3 separate regions of the Rattus norvegicus genome follow, and regions 2 and 3 are each linked to region 1. Evidence: chromatin contacts called from public Hi-C data. All regions are on one chromosome and are shown on one strand. Each heading gives the region's core, a stretch centred on a gene start, on an enhancer-like site or on the middle of the called end of the contact. The rest is flanking DNA. Distances are from core to core; before and after follow the strand shown. Region 1 holds the start of Gpr108 (G protein-coupled receptor 108). Region 2 holds the start of Crb3 (crumbs cell polarity complex component 3). Region 3 holds the start of Brcc3 (BRCA1/BRCA2-containing complex subunit 3).

What was found. A called contact is a pair of places that touch in the nucleus more often than the background predicts.
Region 2: a Hi-C map of hepatocytes shows a contact between it and region 1, with 2.0 times the contacts expected there. The contact joins the promoter of Crb3 here to the promoter of Gpr108 in region 1. A contact is called at or near these places in 2 of 12 Hi-C or Micro-C datasets (hepatocytes and kidney).
Region 3: a contact with region 1 is called in a Hi-C map of liver, with 3 times the contacts expected there. The contact joins the promoter of Brcc3 here to the promoter of Gpr108 in region 1. A contact is called at or near these places in 3 of 12 Hi-C or Micro-C datasets (frontal cortex, liver and mammary epithelial cells).

Annotation. Positions count from the first base shown.
Region 1 is chr9:2,216,856-2,220,356 of GRCr8, reverse strand. It overlaps Gpr108 (G protein-coupled receptor 108), which reads left to right and starts at 1,656. Exons shown (of 17, transcript NM_199399.1): 1 at 1,656-1,796; 2 at 2,419-2,538. The coding sequence starts at 1,671. It also overlaps a transcript of Trip10 not described here.
Region 2 is chr9:1,985,889-1,989,389 of GRCr8, reverse strand. Crb3 (crumbs cell polarity complex component 3) reads right to left here and starts at 1,636. Exons shown (of 4, transcript NM_001025661.1): 1 at 1,582-1,636; 2 at 1,195-1,366; 3 at 327-391. The coding sequence starts at 1,267.
Region 3 is chr9:2,072,026-2,075,526 of GRCr8, reverse strand. It overlaps Brcc3 (BRCA1/BRCA2-containing complex subunit 3), which reads right to left and starts at 1,600. Exons shown (of 1, transcript NM_001127300.1): 1 at 1-1,600. The coding sequence starts at 1,586. The coding sequence ends at 711.

The DNA of each region.
Region 1 (3,501 bases), core at 407-2,906:
GGAAAGTCCCACCCCATGGCAGGGAAAAATCTGTGGTTGGTCATTAGGCTCTTGCGGGGACCTACTCGGCTCCAGAAATCTCCATTTCGTCCCACTAATAGTCTGTTTCCCTCCGGCCACAGAGATGGGATGACTTCGATCTAGCCCAGAACGCACCTTCAGCCAAGGCCAGGTCCATTAACATACCCCCCACCGCATCCTGACTTCTCTTCTCGCCAGAGCCTCTGAGAAACAGAGGACAGGTTGTCCTTCGGACACCGTTCTGGGATACGCGCGCGCGCGGACACACACACACACACACACACACACACACACAGAGAGAGAGAGAGAGAGAGAGAGAGAGAGAGAGAGAGAGAGAGAGAGAGAGAGAGAGAGATGCGTACGTGCACAGCACCTCGCACTAGCACTTTGCGTTTCCCAGCCTCACTCAGTAAGGCCCAATCAGTACTGCCCCCAGAGATACCCAGGTTTCTCCAGTTCCCACACCCCGCCCCTTGTCCCCTTTAGACTCTGGAACCCTTGGGCTTAGGAGTTTCGGTCCTCCCAATCATAAAAGTCCTTTCACACCTTGCAAATTCCCCTGAGGCTCCCGGATAAAAGGGAAGAGACCCCGGTGGCTCCCACCCCCACTCTTCCCGGCTGTAGGTGCTTTCTCCGCCGCAGCAGAAGTGTCAAAACGCCCTTGTGCTGCAGCTGGAAGAGCGGTCTAGACTTCTAAGGAAAGACGCCCTGGAGTCCCGCCCTGGAACTGAGACTCTGATAGGTCTTGGCCCCACCTGCTGGTGGTTTGTGGGCTAAGCTTGAGATGTAAAGTGGGGAAGAGGGATGGTGGAGGAGGTTGGAGAAGGCCTCAGCGACCCAGTGGCGAAAAAGGTTATCAGACTGGGGTGGGAAGCTTCGTACCAGGGCGGGCAATCTAATTAAGAGTCGAAAACTACAGCTGGGGTCCAGTAATTAGGACTTTTCCAAATCTGAGGGCTCAGTACGAATTGAGGAGCCAGTGTGTAAAATGGTGTCAGGGAGCCTAGATTCAGAACAGGAAGAAGTCAGTGTTTCAGGTTGAAGTAGAGATTCAGCTGCTGCAAGGAGGCTTAGCCTGGGACCGAGTATGCAGGTGGGACCTACAATGGCATTCAGCCTAGGATTAGAAGGCAGCCTAGGGTGAAGAATTTTAGGCTTCCCGGTGGCCCAGCGAAGTTGAAATAAGGAAAGTTCGCCGACACCTATGGTTGCTAAAACTTCTGGCCAGGAGCTAGGTACCGGGAAGTGAGGGGTGGGAGAGGAAATGCGTCCTTGGGAGTACTGGGAAGTGTAGTTTATGCATGCTTCGTTGCACGGATCTGCTCCCTCTACATTCTGGGTAATGTAGTCTTAGACCGTTAAGAGTTGCTGAAGGAATTCCGCTTTAAGGGACGGATATGGGTTCCTGGATCATTGGTTAGTCGTCCTGTTCATCAAACTACATCCGGCACAATCTGTTTAGCGATTGGAGAGCCATGAAAGTAGGGCTGAAAAAGATAAGCACGCCCATTTGAGAGGTCTTCTGACAATCAAAAGGATTTCAGTTGCTAATTGGGTAACTTGACTACATCGTACGACTATTGGCTGAAAAGTGGGCGGGCCTTATAAGGCGTCAGCGGCTGTGTTCGGGGGCAGTCGCAGCCCCAGAGATGGCAGTGAGCGAGAGGAGGGGGCTCAGCGGCGAGAGCCCAGCGCAGTGTCGATGGGAATACTTGTCGCTGCTGGTGCTGATGCTGAGCGGCTGCTCAGGCCGTATCCACCGGCTGACTCTCACAGTGAGCCCCGCAGGCTTGGCCTCGCTGTCTCCCCCCCCCTTAGCTCCGCCGGTGAATGGAGCAGCCGCACCTCCCACTGCAGGCTGCTAGTGGTCTCGTCCTGGGGTCCCCCCGCCGGGTTCTGGTAATGGGTTGGCCTGGTTTAGGGGGGGCGGGGCTTCATCTCCCAGGACCCCTGACTCCTGGCGAATTTAATTTCAGGGGGACCCTCGGTAACAACCATAGGACTTTCTGAGAGGAGGGGGTACCTGGTAGGATCTTCCTGGAATTCACTTTGTGGAGTGGTGGAAGACTACTTTGAAAATTTAGCCCAGATAGAATCGAAAACTTTTCCAGGAAGTCGAAGCTGTTCACACCAGCATGTGAAGCCCACTCTCAGGGCAGTGCACATCAATATGGGGTCTGCCATGGGTTTGCCAGGATTTCACCCCCTGGACACTCAAACTCACCCTGTAACTGCCTGGGACTGAAGTAGGAAAATGTTACCAGCACCAATACACAGTACCCAGGAATGCTTTCTCACGTGCTCCTGTCCTGAATACAAATGTATAGAAACACGCAGTGGGGCTGGACTTGGTGGAGAGAGTGCCCTTACTGCCACTGCCTCTTTGGTTTCCTGCAGGGGGAGAAGCGAGCTGACATCCAACTGAACAGCTTTGGATTCTACACCAATGGTTCCCTGGAAGTAGAGCTGAGCTTACTGCGACTCAGCCTCCAGGAGACAGAAGACAAGTTTCCAAAGGTGAGGGGGTTCATGGGAGAGCTCAGTGCACAAGTTCTGAAATTCCATCCTAGCTCTGTCCCTCACCAATGTGATCTGTGGCAAGTCCCAGAGCCTCCTTGAGCCTCAGTTTCCCCACCTGTCACTTAAGAATGAATACGGCTGTGAGGCCCAAATTGAACCTCTTCTGAGACCCCTTAAATGAGACTCACGGAGGTAGTGATGGATGCAAAAGCAAGAGGAACTTTATTGTTCTAACGTGCTGGGGTCGCCCCACTTTGGGAGCAGACTAACGGGATTATGTACTTTTCAAACCAGCAGGGCAGAATTCAAACAATTGGGGCAGAATTTGAACAATGGTAACTAGGCACGGAACTATGTACTACGGATGGAGAGAGGCAACCTTCAAACCGACTCAGTGTACCATTTTGGGACTTTCCAAGGAAGGGGGGGGCGTGGGGAGTCTCAGGTGGCTTTGTCTAACAGTTTGGCTTGCAGCAGTTCCAGAAACTAAACTAGCTTTTTTTTTTTTTTTACTTCCTGGAAGGGAGGGGTCCTGTGCTTGGAGGTTTGTGGTGGAATTTTCCTACTGCCTTAGATGGACCCCAACTCCGGCTCTTTCACAGTATCTCATGCAGTCTGGGTTTGGGGGTACAGATCTTAGTGTCCCGGCTGGCTGAGGCAGGAGGATCAGAAGTTAGCCAGCCAGTATGTATATGTATATATGTGTGTGTGTATGTGTGTGTGTGCGTGCATGCATGTGCGTGTGTGTGTGTGTGTGTGTGTGTATGTATATATATACATATTGCATTTTAATCATACTCGCTTCTCCCCCTAACTCCACCAAGATCCATTCCTACCTTCCCAAACTCCTCCCAGTTCATGTTATTCTTTTTAAAGACATGGCCTCACTATGTAGCCCCAGATAGCCAGGAACTCTGTGTAGACCAGGCTGGCTACAAACTCGGAGATCTGCCAGCCTTT
Region 2 (3,501 bases), core at 387-2,886, 230 kb after region 1:
TTTGTGGCATACATAAAACCCTGGGTTTGACTCCCAGCACCCCATAGACCCAGCATGATGGTGGGCACAAGTTAACTCAGCAATGAGAAAAGCAGAAGGATCCTGAATCCAAGGTCCTCTGACTACAAAAGAAGTTTAAGGCCAGCCTGAGCTACACCAGACCCCATTAAGAAAAAAAAAGAGTGTCAGGGTAGGGCTGGGTATAACCTGATTGTAGTACGCATGCCTAACATACACACAGCCTTTTAAAAGTAATGTCTCTCCACTTGTCCCAGTACTCTGGTCTCTCATACACCAGTTCTTCTGCATACACCTTCCCAACTCACCAAGCCCCCGTTGGACCCGCCGCCATCTGGGGGTTGAGTTGTGCTATTTGTGAAAGAGTCTGGTGCTGTGGAACAGAAAGAGGAAAAAACAAAAAACAAAAACTCTTAAGCTGGAGCTTCGCTAGGCATCACTTACACACCACTCAGCCAGACCTTGCAAACCTCTCCCAAGTCTCCAGCTGGAATAGAGGCAACAAGAAGGGCAATCCACCCTCTAGCCACCCAGGTCGCCATTAGAATAGATGGCTTCCAGAACAGTGTCCCCTCCACCATCACTCTGGCCCAGGGCCCTTAAGGACCTGGGCGGGGCTCAACCTTTCCCTGGAGTGTGTGACTCACAAGGCCCCCCCACCCCCAGGCTCCTGAAACTGGAACCAGAAAGACTGAGGGAAGGTCTAGCTGGGTCCACACCTAATAAGGTTCAGCCCTGTCAGCTGGGCCTTCAGGCCTCCTCCAGGTCCCCCTGGCTGCTTAAGACTCTCAACTATGCAGACTCAGGTGCCCAGGCCCTCCCCTCCTCCACCTCCGGGCTGTGCCCAACAACCCCCAGCTCCTAAATTCCACAAGACTTAAGGACTCAGGAATTCTGGGATGCGGGCACGGGGTTACTTTACGGTAGAGCGCTTGCCTAGCAATCAGGAAAACCTGGGTTCGAGCAACGTAAAAAAATTGGAAAAAAAAAAAAACGTTCGGAGGTCAGCTAGACTAATTTGAAGTTCAGTCCTGATGCTTTCAGACTCGATCGCCAAACACATTCCAAGCTCATTCCTAAGATCTTTCGCCCTCTCTGGGTCGCAAATGCCCCGTACTTCTAAGTTCAACCCGGGATCCCTCCTCCCACCCGAGCGCCACCCGGGACGGTACCTACTTTCTTGGCTCCAGCCGGAGGGCAGCATCGGCAAGCCAAACGCCAAGAGCAGCCCCAGGCCTGGGGTCGCCATGAGCTTGGGCGACGAGTTGGTGGCGCCAAGGACAGGACTTCCCCAGGGCTCCAATTCCTACCGCATCTTGGGTCGAGGAGGGCACCTGCGACCCAGGACCTGGGGACCAGACCAGGGGAAGAGGGCGCAGCATGAGGTGAGGGGCTGGACTCAGGCTCGGGCCCCAGAGACCCGCAACCCAATCTTGGAGTGCGCTCCCCGCCCTCAGCGCCAAGGGTCAGAGATTAAAGATTAACTCCCCGACCGCGTACTTGGGCCAGGGAAAGGGAAGGAGGAGGTGGGGACAGGACAGGCTGCGTGCCCTGCCTCCCTACCTGACCCAGGCGTCAGAGAGGGACTTCGCTCAGGTTTCCAATCCCGGGTTCCCAGCTGGAACCCCGAGTCGCTGTCCTTCACCCGGTCGCTCCAGATCCCACCCGCCCCGCCCGCTCACGTGACCCGGAAAGTTTAGTCACCCACCTAGGCAAAGAGCGCACTTCCGGCTTGTGCACCTGAGCCTGGCTGAGAGGGGCGGGGCGAAGAGGGCGGGGCCGCGCCGCCAGAGCACCTGTAACGGGAACCCCATTGCGACAAGGAGCTGCGCGGAGGGCGGAAGCGAGCAGGTGAAAGGACTGCACAGCTGGGGTCCCTCTGTGGCACAGGTGTGCAGACGCAGGGGGCGTGGCGACACTCCAGAAAGATACACACCTGTAAAGGGCGGTCTCCGATGGGTAACACTGATTCATACTGACGTCAGATCTGGTAATGCTAACCTGAATCCTAAGTGTATTCTGGAGGCGGAGGCCAGAGGATCACAAGTTCAAGGCCAGCCTGAGCAAATCCTATTTCAAAAGTAAAATGGCTGGGAGCGTGGCTCAGGGCCAGAAACCTTGCCTAGAATCACCTAGTGAAGGTCACCTGCCAAGAATGTCTTAGTGACGGCATCGCCCTTTTCTCAGCTATGAATTCAGCATGCCTGAGACCCTGGGTTCCTTCTTTATCCCATAGTCAATCAATCAACTTGTACAGGACTAGTTTCGTAGAAAGATACACAATGTGGACTTGTAGTCAGAGTAATCAGAACACCTGCTTAGAATTAAACCCGTGCGGTAAAAAACACACCTAGACAAGCCCCTGCGCAGAATCCCGCTCAGCTTAATGGAAGGCCTTATGTTCGCACTGAAAAAAGTCCGTATGACAGGCCCACCTGTCAGGGAAGTGTTTGGGGGAAAGAATGGATTTGGGTCTGTGCAGAAGCAGTTATGTCCCATGGCGTCCACAAAGAAACACGTATGCATGGAAACCTTTGGTAGCTGGTAGAGGGCTGGGGTGAGACTTTCACCTCTTCACCAAACACCTGTCCGGAACCACACGACCTCCTGATGTATCTTTGGGTAAAAGGTGGTCATGAACCGGATATGATAGCACATGATTTACCGTCCCGGCAATGGGGAATCAGAAGCAGGCGAATTGCTGCACAATCAAGGCCAGCTAAGCCCCAGAGAACTTGAGTCAAAAGTGCAATAACAACAGTCAGAGGGCTGGAGCTGGAGTTTGTTGTCTAGATTGACTAAGCCATACAAAGCCCTACAACGCCCATTGTAGTGGCATATGCCTTAGATCCCAGCAAAAACAGGTGGATCTTTGTGAGTTCCAGATCAGCCTGGTCTACATAGTGACTTCCATGGCTACACAGAGAGATTGTGTTTTTTTAAAAAGAAAAAAGAAAACTAAAAATAAACAAAAGAGGTGTCCTCCCTTCCTAGGACAGGTGGCTTAAAATCTGTTTGAATCTCTGCTCTGTCTGTCCCTAAATGGGAATCCGGAATAGGATTTTAAGCTTTAGGCTCCACTGTCGCGTGGGAAAAGCAAGTGTCACCTACCTACCTCACAGGGTTTGGGCAGGTTCGGTGCTGAGCAGCGAGTGAAGGACTCTGACATGCGCAACACACTCAATGTTAGCCATTATTTATTATTCGCGGTCAAACGAACGCCCTTCCCCCTGACGGTGAGACGAGAAACTGCACCCGAAACTTGTGGGAGGGACTGGAGCAGGTGCAACCGCTGTCCCCGGCTGAGGCCCCGCCTCCAGAGCCCCTCCTCCTTCTGGTCCCGGACTCCCTTCCCAGGCAGGTCTGCAAAGAGCAGCCTTCTGAGAGTCTGAGTGGGGGCGCGGCGCCTTTAAGAACGCCTAGCAGGCTGCGGGCTGCGGGACTGGAGGCCGCAGCGGGTCTACCGGGAAGCCCGGCCTAGAA
Region 3 (3,501 bases), core at 351-2,850, 140 kb after region 1:
CCCAGTCGATGAATTTTTACATTCCCGTCACTGGTGAGGAATCTCATTTGCCCCCTCAACAGGATTTGCTATTTTCACCATTTTTAGTGACAATGTTTACGTCTCTTTTCATTTCTACTGGTGCTATTTACTTTCGAGTTTCAGACACATCTTTTTCACCGACGGTTTCCTCTTCATCTTTCTGCAGAATAAACAGCTTTAATTTTAACAAAGTCCAATCTCTCTACTTTGTTTTCTTGTGATATTGTGCTTTGGAGTTGAAAATGTTAAGTCCTTAAGTCCTGAAAACTTTTTTGGAATAACTTTTTTCCCTAAGTCTTCCATATTGGATTTAAATCCGTGATACATTCAGAGACTCTTTTACATATTTATTTATTGTATATATTTTGTTAGCTTGAGAAGGTTTGATTTGTTGAAATAAATGACTGTCTTTTCCTCTTTGAATCACATTTGTACTTTTTCAAACGTAGTTAAGCACATTATTGTTGGGTTTATTTCCGGATTTTCTTCCCTGTTGCATTGATTCTTCTGCAAATATCATCGTATCTTGATCACTGTAGCTTTACAATAATAAATCTTGAAGTTATGTTAATGTAGGCCCTCCGACTTTATCTTTTTCAAAATTGATTTTTGTTTAATAAATTGTACTCGAGGTATTTCCGTTCACTCCACGTCCCCCCGCCCGGATTTTTTTTTGCTGCTCCCTCGATTTATTCGAGCGAACGCAGCTCCGCCATGAGCTCCTCCTTCTCCCGCTGCAGCTCCCGCAGATGCTGCTGGTTTTGCTCCAATCTGTCCTCTAACCACTGCAGCAGAGGCCCACTCACCGCCGACATCTGGCTGCACAGATTCTTGGTGAAGACCGAGCCATTGTGGATCTTGGTCACCGAGTCCAGATGTGTGAGGCTATGGATCCGCCTGTACGCGTCCTGCTCCTCCTGACACAGGATCTTCGGCAGCTCCACCGCGGACTCCAGGCAAACTTTCCCGATGGTGACGTGGGGAACGACGTGGACGGGGATTTCGATTCTCTCATAGTCTGAGCTTTTCTGGGCTTGTACGGATTGGAAGCAAGTGTAGAGGACACGTCCGGTCTTTGTGTTCTTGTCTTCTATGAAACAGGAGAAAATAAGTCCCACGAAGCCTTGGTCCATCATTTGGTACATGGCTTGCGTGCGAACATCCACGTGTGAAGGCCACACCGTTATGTGAGGGTGCGAATGGTACCAGCCGACGACTCTCATGGGACGGCCAGTGAGTTCCGCCAACCTTTCCGCCTCAGTCGAGGCTGCAGACAGCTGCTCTGGGGAAATCTCCACGCGGTCCTTCCTCTTGTCAGAACGGCGCAGGATGATGACCGAGTGGATGTGGACGACTCTGATCGAATCCACCTTCTCCGGAACCGTGCACACGTCACTTCCGGCGTGTGCGAATTTGGACTCACTCCTTACGTCGTCGTTCAGCTCCCCGATGCACAGACCCATCACCTCCTCTTTCTCCGTACTCAGGGCGTGGTTCAGACAAACCAGAAAGGCGTCCGACTCCAGATGGACAGCCTGCACGGCCTGAACCACCGGCACCGCCATCGTCTCCCCGTTCACTTCCGCCCAAGGCTTCCGGCCGCCTGTGCAAGCGGGTGCTCAGACGCCCCGCCCAGGGACGGAGCCTGGGGTTCAGGGGCCGGGCCCGCACTCACATCCGCCAAGGGCTTCTGTCCGCCTGTGCGAGCCAGTGCTCAGACGCCCCGCCCAGGGACGGAGCCTAGGGCTCAGGAGCGGAGCCAGGGCTCAGGGGCCGGGCCCGCACTCACGTCCGCCAAGGGCTTAAGGCAGCCTGTGCGAACGGGTGCTCGGACGTCCCGCCCAGGGACGGAGCCTGGGGAATCAGAGGCGGAACCCGGGGTCAGGGGCGGGGCCCGCACTTAAATCCGCTAAGGGTTTCCGGCCGCCTGTGCAAGCCGGTGCTCGGACGCCCCGCCCAGGGGCGGAAGCTTGGCCGAGGGGCGTGGCCGGCGTTAAGGGGGCTGTTCAGACGCAGCCTTACCAGCCCAGCGCTTGACCCTCGGTCCAGCCCTGGCCTAGGGTCTTGGGTTCCACAGGGGCTGAGCCTGAGGCTTAGGGGCGGTGTCCGCCAGGGCCTTAGGGGCGGATCCTGGGGCGTAGGGGAGGAGCCTAGGACCTAGGAGCGGAGTTTGGGCCTTAGGGGTGGGTCCTGTGGGACTTGGGTGGCGGCTAAGAAGGCCTGCGCGGCAGGGAGAGCCGCCGGGAGGCCTACGCAGCAGGCCAGGTAGTACGCTGGGCAACGTTCCTGCGCCAGGGCGGACGTGGGCTGTGAGTCGCTCTGGGGAGTCAGGGCAGACTAGACTTCCTAGTGCTGACGTCCATTTTGGGTGCCCGCCCGCTCCTGATAGCACACATCTTTAATCCCAGCACTTGGGAGGCAGAGGTAGGTGGATCTCTGTGAGTTCCAGGACAGCCAGAGAATCTTTGTCTTGAAAATTTTTTAAATTAAAAATTAAATTAAGAAAAAGTATCAGATTAACTGTCGTTGTCAACTGGGTATGGAGTCACTGGAAACACATCTCTATTTTTCTTACCTCATACACATAATACATCCCAACCACAGTTTCCACTCCTCTCATTCCACACTGCACCTCCCCTCTCTTTCAGATGCAGGCTTCCTCCATCTCCCTTCAGATTCTAACTTTTTTAAACATTATTTTAATATCTATATGTCTGAAAGACAAGACCCTTCCTGAGTGTAGATGCCACCATCCCTGGACTGGGGTCCTAGGCTGAGAGTGTGAGCCAGGCTGGGGTCCTGGGCTGGAGTGTGAGCCAGGCTGGGGTCCTGGGCTGGAGTGTGAGCCAGGTTGGGGTCCTGGGCTGGAGTGTGAGGGAGCCTCAGCTTGTCCCTTCCTGTGAAACCTCTTGGTAATGCTCTAAAGAACTTAACCACTCACCTTACTCACCCTCCTGGATTTTTGTCTGTGGGATGATGAGACTCTAGGCAATCTAAGGGTATGTCCACATCTCTGTGTGAGCAGCAGAAGAGCTGGGACAGCCCACGGCTCTCCCTGACTTGCTGGTGACACAAGCCCTGCTCTGAGGAAGTCAGTGGAGATATTCAGCTACCTCTCCTGGTCAGCATTAGTATTTTCTTTTTATGTAAGTAGTGTGTTCTTTAAAACTTTTTAAATTGATTCTTTGTGAATTTCACATCACACACCCCAATCCCACTCATCTCCCTGTCCCTCCTTATCCGCCCTCTGCCTTGCAACCACCCTTACCAAAAGAAGACAAAAAATATATTTTTTTCATTGTGTAAGCTGCAGTGTGTCAGTCAGTGAGCCCAAGCAGCTTCACTTGCAAATGTTCACTGCCGTGAGCCATTGCTCTGGTTTGAGGACCCTGGCTTCTGCTACACCGTCAGTACCGAATCCTCTCTGGAATTCCTCTTGGATATCCTCTTGTTGCCCTGTGTCATGGAGACCCTGCAGCT